Linked DNA regions of Delphinus delphis: region 2 is linked to region 1. A link is a contact called in public Hi-C data. All regions are on one chromosome and are shown on one strand. Each heading gives the region's core, a stretch centred on a gene start, on an enhancer-like site or on the middle of the called end of the contact. The rest is flanking DNA. Distances are from core to core; before and after follow the strand shown. Region 1 holds the start of HINT3 (histidine triad nucleotide binding protein 3). Region 2 holds the start of HDDC2 (HD domain containing 2).

What was found. Hi-C and Micro-C count contacts between places; a contact is called where the count stands out from the background.
Region 2: a Hi-C map of lung shows a contact between it and region 1, with 6 times the contacts expected there. The contact joins the promoter of HDDC2 here to the promoter of HINT3 in region 1. A contact is called at or near these places in 2 of 3 Hi-C or Micro-C datasets (lung and muscle).

The regions. Positions count from the first base shown.
Region 1 is chr14:35,742,504-35,749,320 of mDelDel1.2, forward strand. HINT3 (histidine triad nucleotide binding protein 3) reads right to left here and starts at 4,105. Exons shown (of 5, transcript XM_060030010.1): 1 at 3,742-4,105. The coding sequence starts at 3,942. LOC132436941 (a long non-coding RNA gene) reads left to right here and starts at 4,316. Exons shown (of 4, transcript XR_009521929.1): 1 at 4,316-4,374; 2 at 4,661-4,791; 3 at 5,558-5,631; 4 at 5,868-6,363.
Region 2 is chr14:36,314,324-36,321,140 of mDelDel1.2, forward strand. It overlaps HDDC2 (HD domain containing 2), which reads left to right and starts at 2,491. Exons shown (of 6, transcript XM_060030542.1): 1 at 2,491-2,618; 2 at 3,843-3,964; 3 at 5,821-5,923. The coding sequence starts at 2,547.

The DNA of each region.
Region 1 (6,817 bases), core at 2,855-5,354:
ACATATAAACACACGCATACATATCTACTCACAAAGGAAAGATAAACCAAAAATATTTTTTAAAGGTTTGTTACGGGGAAAGAGGAACAGGGTAGAGATAACAAGAGAATGGATACTAGACTTCAAATGTACTTTGCTTTACAATTTTGATTTTAAAAGCATGTGAATATTTACCATACATTTTTGGACTAAAAAAAAAAAAGTAGTCCTTAACAATGGAAAACAAACAGAAATGAGTGAACCTAACTATTTGTCATGTTGGTAGCATAATTACACAAAGAAAAGATAATTTCAAGTGACTTTAAAATACAGAATTTTGACTACCTATACCTAGTGATACCCACTAAAAGAGAATTTTTCATGTCAATTCAGATCATAGGCAAGCTTCTCAGGTGTAGGACATGCCATGTTCATCTTTGACCTCCAAGTGAGTAACACATATCAATAGTAAGCCTGCAAAATCTGTTCAGTAAATGACAGTTGCTTAAACAGAAAGATAAAACTACCGATATTCCCTTATCTACCCCTTAAAAAACCGATGTGTCATTAGGGTTTTCATATACTTTTCCTCAGAAATGGATGACCTTCAGGCTTCCCTGGTGGCGCAGTGGTTAAGAATCCGCCTGCCAATGCAGGGGACACGGGTTCGAGCCCTGGCCCGGGAAGATCCCACATGCTGTGGAACAACTAAGCCCGTGTGCCCCAACTACTGAGCCTGCACTCTAGAGCCCGCGAGCCACAACTACTGAAGCCCGTGCGCCTAGCGCCCGTGCTCCACAACAAGAGAAGCCACGGCAATGAGAAGCCCGCGCACCGCAACGAAGAGTAGCCCCCGCTTGCCGCAACTACAGAAAAGCCCACGCGCAGCAACAAAGACCCAATTCCGCCAAAAATAAATAAATAAATTTATTTGAAAAAAAGAAATGGATGACTTTCTTAAAGTTGGAATTATGGCCATTGTTTGATTATAACAGCGTTTCTTAAACTTTTCTCATTATCACCCTCCTAAGGAACATTTTTAGACTTTTTCCTAATTGCCCTCCCATGATATGTTAATATCACAAATATATTGTGTATCTCTCATGTCCTATATGGCATAGCTGTACTTTATATATAAAGAGTAAACCATATACTTTCCTCCTTCACCTCCTTCAGGGCTTCATTCAAATGCCACCTTCTTAGTGCAGCTTTTCCTGACTAAAAATTTAAAATTTGCATCCCTTTTCTCTTTTTCATTCCCATCTAATGAACTATGTATCAATATTTTGATATATATATATATATCCATTCTCTATATTTTACTTATTATGTTGCTTACTATTTCCTGTGAGTAAGCTCCATGAAGACAGGGATTGTTGCACATTTTATTTACTGCTATATCCTAATGCCTCCAACAGTTCCTGACACACAGAAGGCACTCATTCAAATACTGAGTAATGGATGAGTGACTGAGTTTCTCTTTCTCAGGGACAAAGCTCTACCACCGTGGGCCATTTTAAACCTCTCTCCATTGGCACCTTCCCATCAGGATTTAAACGCACCAAAGTCTTCACTGTTTTAAAAAGCTTTCTCTTAACTCCATCTCCTCCTGTAGTTACCTTACCTTTTCCCTTCTCCCCAAGACTGCCAAACTTCCTTCAAAAGTCGTCTGTATTTGCTGTCTTCAATTTTTTATCCTTCAGGTTCTTATCAACTACAATCTGCCTTCTGCCTCACCACTGCACTGCAGTTGCTCTCCTCAAGGTCAATGACCATCACTCTGGGGACAAAACCAGTTCTGATCTAAGTTGCCCTCTCTGCAGGCATATTGGAGAGTCACCTAACCCAGATTCGAGGATTAGGGAAGGCTGATGTTGCTGCCAATTCCTATCGAAGGCTGATGTTGCTGCCAATTCCTATCTTCCTAACATACTCCCTTCCCTTAGCTTTCCTAGTTTTCCCTCTGTTTCTCTCTCCTCCTTTCAGGTCCTCTTCCTCTGCCTCTCTCTTGTAGGGGCCCCTTCACTTCTTACTCCACATATACTTCCTAGGTGATCTCATTAATTTCCCTCTTTTCAATTTCCATCTGTAAGCTGACAGTTTCTATAATCTGAGCTAGAGATGCACATCTGTGCAGTGTCAGACTCCTAAATATCCTTAAATTGATTGGCTTTTCTTCATTCCCACTACTACATCTTATTTCAGGCCATCATCAGGCTGGATAACTTCAACAGCCTCATAACTGATCTCCATGCCTCCAGGCTGGTCCTCTCTAAATCATTCTCCACAATGGTGTCAGATAATCTTTCAAAGATCAAACCCTTTCATGTAACTTCTCAACCCCTTTCTTCCAACCCAGCATTAACAGTAGCATTAAACACTGTAGAGTTTCCCTTCACTCTTCAAATAAAGCCAAAACTCCTTAACATGAATTACAGCAGCCTTAATAACTTGGCCCCTTGTCTACCTCTCTAGCTTCACCTTTCACCACTCATCCCCTCAAACTCCATGCTCCAGTTAGACTGAATTTCTGTTCTCCTGTGGCAGAAACCAAACCTCTGAAGGTGCTCTTTACCAGGGGCATCTTCTCTCCTCCTCACCTGACCAATGCCTACTTACTTTTTCGTGTCTCACTTCCTTTGGAAAGCCTTCCCTATCCCTTCAAATCTGGGCCAGGTGCTCCTCCCACGAGCCCTGCAAAATACTGCAGGTGGTAAAACCATCTCATCATACAACAGGGCACTGTTATCAGCTGCCCCTTCTGTCCCTTTAGATTATAAAATCCAGACGGGGACTATCCTTTACCTTGCTCACCAATGAATCTCCAACAGTGCTTAGAAGGAAGTCAATTTACTTTTAACAAATGAATGAATGATTACTACAAAAAACCACAAAGAAGCCCAGAATCTTTGGAGCTGATTCTTTCAAAAGATGTTTCTTGGGCTTCCCTGGTGGCGCAGTGGTTGGGGGTCGGCCTGCCGATGCAAGGGACACGGGCTCCTGCCCTGGTCCGGGAGGATCCCGCGTGCCGCGGAGCGGCTGGGCCCGTAGGCCATGGCTGCTGGGCCTGCGCGTCCGGAGCCTGTGCTCCGCAACGGGAGAGGCCACAGCAGTGAGAGGCCCGCGTACCGCAAAAAAAAAAAAAAAACAAAACAAAGTATGTTTCTTTAAAGGCAAGTCGAGCTGGTGGAAGAAAGTGCCTACCAGATCATCTGTTTTAAAATATCTGGACAAAGTCTTAATGCTCTGAAAATGTCCACATATCCTAACTGATAACACTTCTAAGGAACTGGACCCTTTAGTGCAAATCAGAATCTATTAAGTAATAGTTTGACCTCGGACCCACTCCTGCCAGACTATTTTCAGTCAATCTAACAAACAGGTTTTCACAATTACCATTATCTATTTTCTACTGGTTTCTCTTCAGTACCAGTATTAAGAGTGCGGAATGTAAAAGCAGTGTCTAGAAAGGCGGGGGGAGGGGGGTCCCTTTAATAAAATCAGAGGCCATACATGCTATTGTCCACAAAGTACCTCGGCAGCTGCAGAGAGACTTTACCACTACATTTTCTCCCCCTTAGAATAGCAAAGAGGTGGCTGACACTCCCTGCGCCTAGAGAAGCAAGTCTGTTATTAACACTAGGACACCCAGCCTCCCCTAGTCCCATTTATCAGGACCCTCCCCACCCGATCCACATCAGCGAGGTCCCCTCGCGGAGCCCCCAGGAGCGATCGGGTCCCCGGTCGCGCGTCACCGCCAACCTCACAGTACAGGAGTTCAGTGCTGGGATCCTGCTGCGCCGCGATCCGGCAGAACACGCACTTGCTACTGTAGTTCTCGAGCTCCGGCGACTCTGCGGCGACGGCGGTGGTCTCCGAAGGGGATCCCAGAGGTTCTGCAGCCGCCGCTGCCTCAGAGTCGGCACGTGACTTCTTGAAATCACATTCCTGCTCCTCCGCCATCGCCTCCGCTCCCGCGCCGCCGAGAGCCTCAGGATTCTCAACAGGGCCTACGCAGAGTTAGCCTCCCGCACCTCCTAGATTTTACCTCGAGGCGTCGCCCCTCGCCTGGCGTTGGGGCGGATAGGGAGTTGGGCACGGTCGCTGATCCCGGGCCACGCCAGACCCAAGGCGACTGACTAGCTGCGGAGCCTCAAAGCCAGAGGCTCGCTTGCACGCCGGCTGCCACTAGGGGACGTGCGAGGACGCTACACGGAAGAGTGGTCGGCCGCAGCAGTTGCCCCTCCCTCTGCGTCTCGTTGGTAACTACGCAGGACTTCCGCCAAAACGCAGGCTCGCGCCCCACGTCGCGGTGACGTCACGGGAGCGCCGTGGCCTCGGGGCGGAATGGAACCTGTTGACTGTACTGAACTTCGTTTCCCTGAATCCTGTAATGTAAGGTGCCCCAAGAGTGTATAACGATGTCTTAAAAAAAAGTTTTTAAAGTTTAATTTTTTAAGCTTACGAATTCGTAGGTTTTAAGAGAAAGAACAAAATATCTAGAACTTTGTTTTCAACAAGATCATAGTTGATCCTTTGTGTACGCATTTTCAGCCATGATAATTTTAGGTGCTAAGCTCAAAATGTGAAACTGAATTTCCCATCTGTCTTTAATTGTTGTTGTTGTTAACAGCACCAGCTAGATCAAAACAGCGCGCTTTATCTCATTCTTCATACACAGGTAATGCGGAATCCTGTAGTTTATAGTCTGAAATATTCCGGAACTTTACTGCCAGTGGCTCATTATGCCTCACCTGGATCACTGCGATATCCTTCTAACTAGTTTTCCTCCTTGAGTTTTCTGCCACTCAGGTAAAAACCGTGTGTTACCAACTCAGGTGCTTGGACTCTTAGGAGTCTCAGACTAAACTTTTAAAAGGCCTCTCAGGGCCAGGAAAGCCATGCCAAGGGATTATCACAGATTTTGCCTAACAGATTTGGATGAATTCCTCCCTTTTTGAGGTTCCCCCCACAAAATACCTTAAAACTCTTGCATTTGTTTGGAGGTGGCCTTCCTTATTTATTGGATAAAGTTTTTGGGAACCTCTGAGTTTCCAATTTCTGGAGGGTTCAGGTAGAGAGAAAATATAAATGTTTCAATTCTACTTAGGGGTGTAATTTACCAAACTGCTATAAATCATAATTAGCTTGAGGGGAAGGGTTTCCTTGTATCTGGAGAACACAGAATAAAAGCCAGTAATATCTCAGGTGAGACCGAAAAATTATAACCATATCCATCAGTTTACTCAATCTCATGTAATTAATAGTTTTATAGAGCCATCTGGTTTACCCAGTTCAGCGGTATGATTTGAAAGTTATCAGAAACTTGTACTTGTCAAAAAGCCCTTTCTATGAATCTTCCTGAAATGAAGCATTTTTGTTTTTTTAAACTTATTTTATTAAAGTATAGTTGATTTACAATGTTGTGTTAATTTCTGTTGCACAGCACAGTGATGCAGTTATGCATGTATGTACATTCTTTTTCATATTCTTTTCCATTATAGTTTGTCACAGGAAATTGAATATAGTTTCCTGTGCTATACAGTAGGACCTTGTTTATCCATTCTCTTTATAATAGTTTGCATCTGCTGATCCAGAACTCCCAATCCACCGCTCTCCCACTTGGCAACCGCAAGTCTGTTCTCTATGTCTGTAAGTCTGTTCCTGTTTTGTAGATAAGTTCTTTGTGTCAGATTTTAGATTCCACATATAAGTGATATTATATAGTATTTGTCTTTCTCTTTCTGAATTACTTAGTATGATCGTCTCTAGTTGCATCCATGTTGCTGCAAATGTCATTATTTCATTCTTTTTTATGGCTGAGTAGTATTCTATTGTATATATGTACCATATCTTCTTTATTCATTCATCTGTCAATGAACATTTAGGTCGTTCCGTGTCTTGGCTGTTGTGAATAGTGCTGCTATGGACATAGGGGGAGGCGCACCTGTCCTGACGATGTCCCTGGTGATACCTGCGATTGCTTCGCTCACTTACCTGTTACTTTCAAAAACTTGCTTCCCATTCCCAAACCTTGGACTTGATATAGTTCCCTACCATGGAAGTGGGAGGAGCAAAACAAAGTATTTAAAATTGTCTGGAGTATATGTCCTGGTGTGGGAACAGGCAAAAATATAGGCACTGTGTGTGCACAGACAGAGCTGCTACCAGGTGGGGTTCTGGATAGCTCCCCTGAGGAATAGCAATTTGCGTTGTGTGACAGTAAACTAATTTTAAATTTTATTTGTGAAATGGAGTGCTCTTTTCTAATTTCAAAAGGGCACCATATGGGCCAGTAGCAACCCTGCTTCAGAGCAGGCTCTGGAGTTAGACAGCTGTACAACTTACCATCTGTGAAGACATGGGCTAAGTTTTTTATCTTTCCCTGAGATATATATATATATATATATATCTGAAACACTCTGCTGCACACTTGAAACCAACACCTTGTAAATTAACTACACTTCAATAAAAATAACCATATTGAAAATAATATACAATATGAATGTAAGTCACATTACTGTTATCAGTAGCAAACATTTATTAAGAGCCAACTCTGAACATCATACCATACTAAAACAAGCCTTTATTTGTCTGTGCTTTCCGTATCGCTTACTGATCCATTTCTGTGCTCTCCTTTGCAACCAAACTCCCCCCCAAAAGTTGACTATACTCTTCCGAATCCCTCTCCCCCTCTCCTCTCACACTGTCTCCCATCAAGCTTTCACTGCCATCATCCCGTCCAAACTATGCTGTCAAGTTGACCAATGACCCCCATGTCACCAAATCTAATTGTCTCTTCTCAGTGCTCATCTTTTCAGCAAAAGTTGATTATTAT
Region 2 (6,817 bases), core at 1,241-3,740, 570 kb after region 1:
TTCTGTGCCACTCAGTTTTCTCTTGGAAATGTCCGATTACTATCTTGGAGAAATGTTGGGTGAATTAAAATGAGGAGAGATGTGTGACAATATATCTCACTTAGTGGAGGCTTAAGCAGTGATGGCTTTTTGTATTAGAACACCAAGACCAGAGCTTTGTGGACTACCCCACAGCTGCATACTGAAGCAGCTTTCTCAATAGCAGCAGATTTTGCCCCCATTCTGGTCACAGGCCTCTTTAGGGATCTGATAAATAGAAAAGCCCTCAAATGCAACACAATTTCAGGAGATTTCCATATTCCCCAGAAGTGTATATTAAACCCAAGGGATGAATCCCTCTAATGAGAGCCTTCTGATTTCACCTTTTCTTCTAGTTGACTCAGTAAGTGATACAAATTGTTTTCCTTGCCCATTGCTTTAAACTGGCACCCCCTTCTAGGGAAACAAATGGGTTCCAAGTCCCCTGATGTTAGTGGTTGGCCAACAAGGCTTTGAAATAAGCCATTGGTCTGGTAGAGTGCAAACAGGCTTGCTAATTTCCCAGCAATAGACATTTAGCATCAGAGAGAAGTAAACTTTGACGTGTTAAACGCCTCCGATACAGAGGTTGCGTATTACTACAACATAACCCAGTCTAGACTTCACTTCCTATTTCAGTGAGAAAATAGAGGCAGTCAGAAGAGAGCTCCACAATCTCCCACGACCACAACTGCCGTTAATTAGTCACCATATATTCTCCCTTCCTCATGTTTTATGGATGAATGCTCCATATTCCTAAGACCAATCTTTCATCTTGTACCCTAGATTGTATCCTCTTCTATCTACTCAAGGCCGTCATTCCAGTATTTCTCTCCTTTGTCTCCTACAGTACATCATTAATTTTCCCTCTCTACTAGACCACCTCCATCAGTAAACAAAAATACTGTAACATCTCCTGTCTTAAAAAGAAATCTTTCCTCCAGTAGCCCCACTCATTTTAAATGAGCTGCATTTCTCACTCCTGTTCTCTCTGGAACCATCTCCAGGTAGGGTTCTGCTTGCCCCAGCAGACCAAAGCTGCTCTTGTCAAGGTCAGTAGTGACAATGAATTTGCTAAATCCAGTAGTCAAATCTGTCTTTATCTGATATAATGTTGACTTAATTGATCACATTTCTTCCTTCTTGAAGTATTTTCTTCATCTGGCCTCCAGGACACAACCACCTCTTAATCCTCTACTGGCCACTTCTTTCTGGTCTCCCAAACTCTAAACTTTGGTTTGCATGAGACCTGAGGCTTCAGACATCTTTTCTTCATCCACACTTTTCCACCAGGTGGTCTCATCCAGTTGCTTGGTTTTACAAACCATCTTATGTGCTGATGACACAAAGTTGTCACCTTTCCCCTGACCTCCCGATTTATCTCTCTACTAGGATCTCTAATAGGTATCTCAACATGTCCTAAACTAAACTTCTGATTCCTACCCTTCCCCACAACCTACTCTTCTTGCAGTTTTCTCTGGCTCAATACATAGCAACTCCATTCTTTCAGTTGGTCAGGCCAAGATTCGTGGAGTCATCCTTGACTCCTCTCTTTCTCTCGTACCCCATGTCCAATCTGTCACAAATCCTGTTAGTCCTACCTTTAAATTGTACCCCAAATTTAACATCTCACCACCTCCACTACTCGAATCCTGGATTAAACCAAAATCATCTCCCCAAAGAATTACTTCAATAGACTCCTAACTGGTCTTCCAACTTCCTTCCTCCCTATACAGTCTATTCTCCATGTTACCCTCTCTCATTGAGTCCTTCAGTACGCATGTCACTAAGTGCCTTTAAAAACCGGTACCATCGGTTTTTGATAGAATTAGGACAGATAGTTGAGACAGGCCCTGACCAACTTTTGGGGGTTCTTCAGCACTTGAGGTGTCAGGGGGTTGTGATTTCAACATGGAATTGTATTCACTCCCTAGCCATTTATACTAACCTCTAAAGTTCTCTAGCTATGGCTAGCCTCCAATCCTTCCAGTACTTTTGTCACTCTTAACTAATGTCTCCCTTCCAAAGCATCTTCCTTGTGCCTCTGTTAAAATGTTTATAGATTGCTCGCCTTGAAGCAGAGTTCCTTATCTCTCCCTCTAGTCAGAGGTTGAATTGCTAAAAGGCAAGATTTTGGTGCATTAAGGCATAACCTTCCTCCACCTCCACGGCACCCCAACCCCTCTGTCCCTCCCCAAGGAACTGCAATCCCTTTAAAAGTTTGATGGAGTTCAGCTGAGCGGAGTTTAGTAAACAAGTAATGCATACCTAGATGCTCCAAGTACAGTGCCTCTGCCTTGGATGGTGCAATGCCCAACTGCAGCCACTACGGCCAGGAAGGTGGAAGACTGGACAGAACAGTCGGAGAAAACCGGGGTGAGGAAATGGAGGAGGAGTAAGGAGAGGAGGAGAGGGAAGGAGGGGTAGGGAGGAAGAATGGGAGGAGCTTCAGTGGGAGGGGCTTCGGGGGGAGGAGCTTCGAGCGGCGGTCGCGCTGCTGGCTCAGACGTGTCGCGACCGGTGGCCGCATGGCTGCGCCCATCTCGGGCCGCGGGGCCCGGGACCTGCTGCAGTTCCTGCGGCTGGTGGGGCAGCTCAAGGTGAGCGGGCGCCGGGAGGGCCACCTGGGGCCCGGGTCGCGGCTGCGCGGGGAGAGGCCGGGGCCGGCCGCGGGGCGACGAGGCTCCTGCTCCCCACCTGGCCCGAGGCCAGCCCCCTTCCTCAGTTCTCCCGGCCTCTTGGGGTCGACAGAGGAAACCCCTCCGGATGGATGCGGTCGTGCGTCCGGACCGTGGTCGGAGGAAGCAAGTGGCGGAGACTGCGTGGCCGGGCTGCTAGGGCCGACCCCAGGCCGAGAGGAGTCCGAGACGCGCTGTTTCCTGTGTCGGCCTGGCGCTCCGATGGGGCCGGCCCAGGCGGCCTTTCGAGAGGTTTCTGGAGGGGATCCGGCGCGGTGATGTGCTGGTCCCTCTGCCCGCGTCTGCCCCGAGTACTTTTGAGGCTCACGACCCCACAACCGGCCAAGTGGGAAGATCAGAACCCATTGGTCCTGCAGGGTTTAAGTGGAGTGCTTAAAATTTGTCTCACAATTACTTATAGAAATAACAAGACTTTTTTTTTTTTTTAACGGAGGATTTTATGTAGCACACACTGGAGTTACATCCCAGGGGTCCTCCTCCTGCCGGTCCACCCCTGGCCACACGTTTTGCAGAATTTCTCCAAGTTCAAAGCAGATTATCTGTTTCATGCCATTGTTTCTACAGTTCATAAAATTCTTTAGAAATGTGAACTCCCGAGTCTCACAGGATCACATCATGATCTGAGTGAAAGGAAGAGTCATGACTGGTGGGTAGCATGAAGCAGTTAGAAATGCCTTATCCTTTCTGCTTCAGAATTTGGAAGTCTGTTGCTTGTTCACGACGCTTTCACCACAGTGTTTTCTACTTGTGTCTAATGAGTTGTTTGAAGTAAAACTTAACAACTCTTATAGTTAGGAAAGATAAGATACTTTACAGTTTTGTTCTTATGTTTTAAGGACTTGTACATGATCTGTACATCAGTAAATCGGTAACATGGAGTAACTTGGGTTTTGGACTTATGTATACTTGTGAATTATTCCTCCCTCCCTCTCTCTTTCTCATTCTCTGCCCTCACTGGTTTATTTGATTCCAGCAGTTGATCATTTAGGTTAGTTAAGCGTTTTTTAATATGTACTGAAACCATGACCCAGCTTCTGTGCCCTATTCCCTGGACTTCTCTTGAAGAGCACCGTAGATAGTTAAAATACTTATTTTTATCAATTGTTTTCTGTTCATTTTTATCAGAGAGTCCCACGTACTGGCTGGGTATACAGAAATGTCCAGAAGCCAGAGAGCGTATCAGATCACATGTATAGGATGGCAATTATGGCTCTGGTGACCAAAGATGAACATCTTAACAAAGACCGGTAAGCTGTGAACTTTGGTGCCGGTTAGGGTCTGTGGGTATGCATGACTCTTCATGACTGAGGCCTGTGTCAGATTCTTGTAGCTTAGTGTATATGTCAAGAAAAATTACTTGAGGCAACCCATACAGATTCAGGATGTGGGAAGGGGCACTATATGCTGATCACTTCAGTTGTTGTAAACTGTACTCTGGGTTTTCTTCTGGCAAGTGAAAGAGCCTACCTTGGTCTCAAGGAAACTTAAGTGTGATGTGAGGGTTTCCAGGGCCTTGAAGGTAAAGTGTCTTTTGTCTAAAATTGTATCCATACACTGTGTGTACCTTTATTTCACCCCTTTTCTGAATAGTAGCACTTATTTGTGAAGTGACTTTTTGAAATTGTATGTGCAGGAAAGAGCTGAGAAAGATATCCTCTCTCCCTTCAGTCAACCAACAAGTGTTTAAAATGCTTTTTGAGGGACTTCCCTGGTAGTCCAGTGGGTAAGACTCCACGCCCAATGCAAGGGCCCTGAGTTTGATCCCTGGGTGGGGAACTAGATCCGTCTTGAATGCCGCAACTAAGATCTGGCTCAGCCAAAATAAATAAATAAAATAAAAAATAAAATGCTTTTTGAGCACAGGACAAACTTTCCTAGCAATACAGTATAAGATAGTAAATAAAACCCAGATGAATTACACAGGCCCAGAGTGGCTTCCATACAGAGCACAAAATAAATTAAGTTAGAAAATTTAACCGAAGAGATCACCTGTTCTTGGGCGGTGTTAATGGAGGAGACAGAATCGGAGTTGACCTCTATGGTGCTGATTAGGTGGAGAAGTAGAAGACAGCACATAAAGAGAGGGCAGAGAAACCAAATCTCTGATGGTAGGAAAGTAAAGGTATATTTTGGAATTGATAAGTAAATCAAATTGATTGAAACAAAGGTCCATTAGGGAGTCTCCGGAGGCCTGTTACTCTGTAGATGGCGTAGAATTTAGGAGGTTTTTGGCAGATGGTACGAGATGAGCACGGTGTCAGATGGAGAGGCTCGTAAGGACAGTCTGAGATTTGAACTAGATGAGAGAGCAGCTGCAGGCAGGGACACCTGTGAGGAGGCTGGGAGGCCTTCTTCTGCCTCGGTGATGGTGGGAACATAAAACAGACTGGCCCTCTGGGGCATTTATCTCATGAACTGCCTTTATTATTTTGATGCTGATTATCCTAATCACTCATCATTATCACTAATAATTATAATCATTTGTTGAATAATCAACATGTTTCAGGAACATAAATTATCAAATTTAGTTTTCATACCAAAGTTAGGAAGTATTATTACCCCTTTTTACGGATGTTAAAAATGAAGGCTGCAAAACTCAGCATTTAAAGAAATTAAGTACCTTGGCAAAGGCCACACAGCTATTAGATGTTGATTGCCAGATGCAAACTCAGATCTGTCCAACTCTACCCATTTCTCTAGAAAGGGCATCATTTTGACATCTGACTAGTACATTGGGGAAATGATAGTTTTTGAATTTTGTATCAGTAAGTAAATGCTCTAACTAGATCACCTCCTGGCTTTTTAATCTAAAGTTATCAACCTTTTAAAGTGACATTTGAGAAACCAGCTATTTTTTTTTTAATTCATGCTAACAATTTCCCCTGTATTCTCATGTATTGTGCTGAATATTAACTAGCAGTTTTGATTCAGAACTGTTGCAGGCTGGCAGAATATAATTACTTTAGAAAATACTGCATTAAAATAAAATACTCTGTGAGGCTGGAGAAAGAAAACTATATTATGTAACTTCAAAGTAGTACAGAGAAGGAATCTGTAGTGAATATAATTCTGTGTAATTATTCACCATTTCTTGCCTGGTCAGATGTGTACGCCTAGCCCTGGTTCATGACATGGCAGAATGCATCGTTGGGGACATAGCACCAGCAGATAACATCCCCAAAGAAGAAAAACATAGGCGAGAAGAGGTCAGTGTTGACTGTTGACTCCACAAAAGACCCCCAGAAAAACCCACTGCTGAAACAAAGCTAAGTTTATTAGACCTATTGCAGTAAGGGAGAGTACCCCTTGATGGAGTTTTAGTAGTGTCTCAGAAAGGAGGGTGAAGGGAGGGTATTTATAGAGTTTTAGGACCTGGGCTGGAGGATGTTTGGATGCATCTTACAAGAGGAGCTACTATCTTACAAGATGGGATTGCATAGAGTTTAGGACATAATAACTTTGGGGTGGTAGGGCTGGTGAGCCAAGGTCTTAACAAGCGTCTTGAAGGGCAAGCTGTTAGTGCTTACTCTATTTTGGGTGGTTTACAATCTTACCTTCCAGAAGTAAGGATTTCTTGGAATAAGCAGTGAATTGGTTTTGCTTATTCTAAGCCTTGTTTAACACAGAGACAGGACATTTTGTTGGTTTCAGTTCTCATGGAGGGGCATAGAGGGGACCTGAACACAGAGTACAGATAGTACGGCTTTCATTAGAACAATGGAAATAGCTGGAACTTGAAGGAATTCTCCATGCTAGTTTAAGCTCTTTGGAGAGAAGTTCTATAAAGCCCAAGAATAATCATTATTATAATTAGTATTTAGTAAATTTTAAATTAGTCCTTTGATTTAGTGGTTAAAAGTAAAGAAAAAAATTTTGTATTAGTAAAAAATGAATAACATCAATAAAACATTGTCTGCTGATTTGGACTCTAAACCAGAGTCCAGGGACAAAGAGGAAGACATATTTGACACAGAGACTGGAAAATCCAGGAAGGTTTTTTTTTAAAATGCTGAATGGCTGGTTTCCAATTCAGGGATTATTGCAAGCTGCTTTTATTGTAGGCCAGAGGATTGATCCTAAATGTCTAAGTCAACAGATCC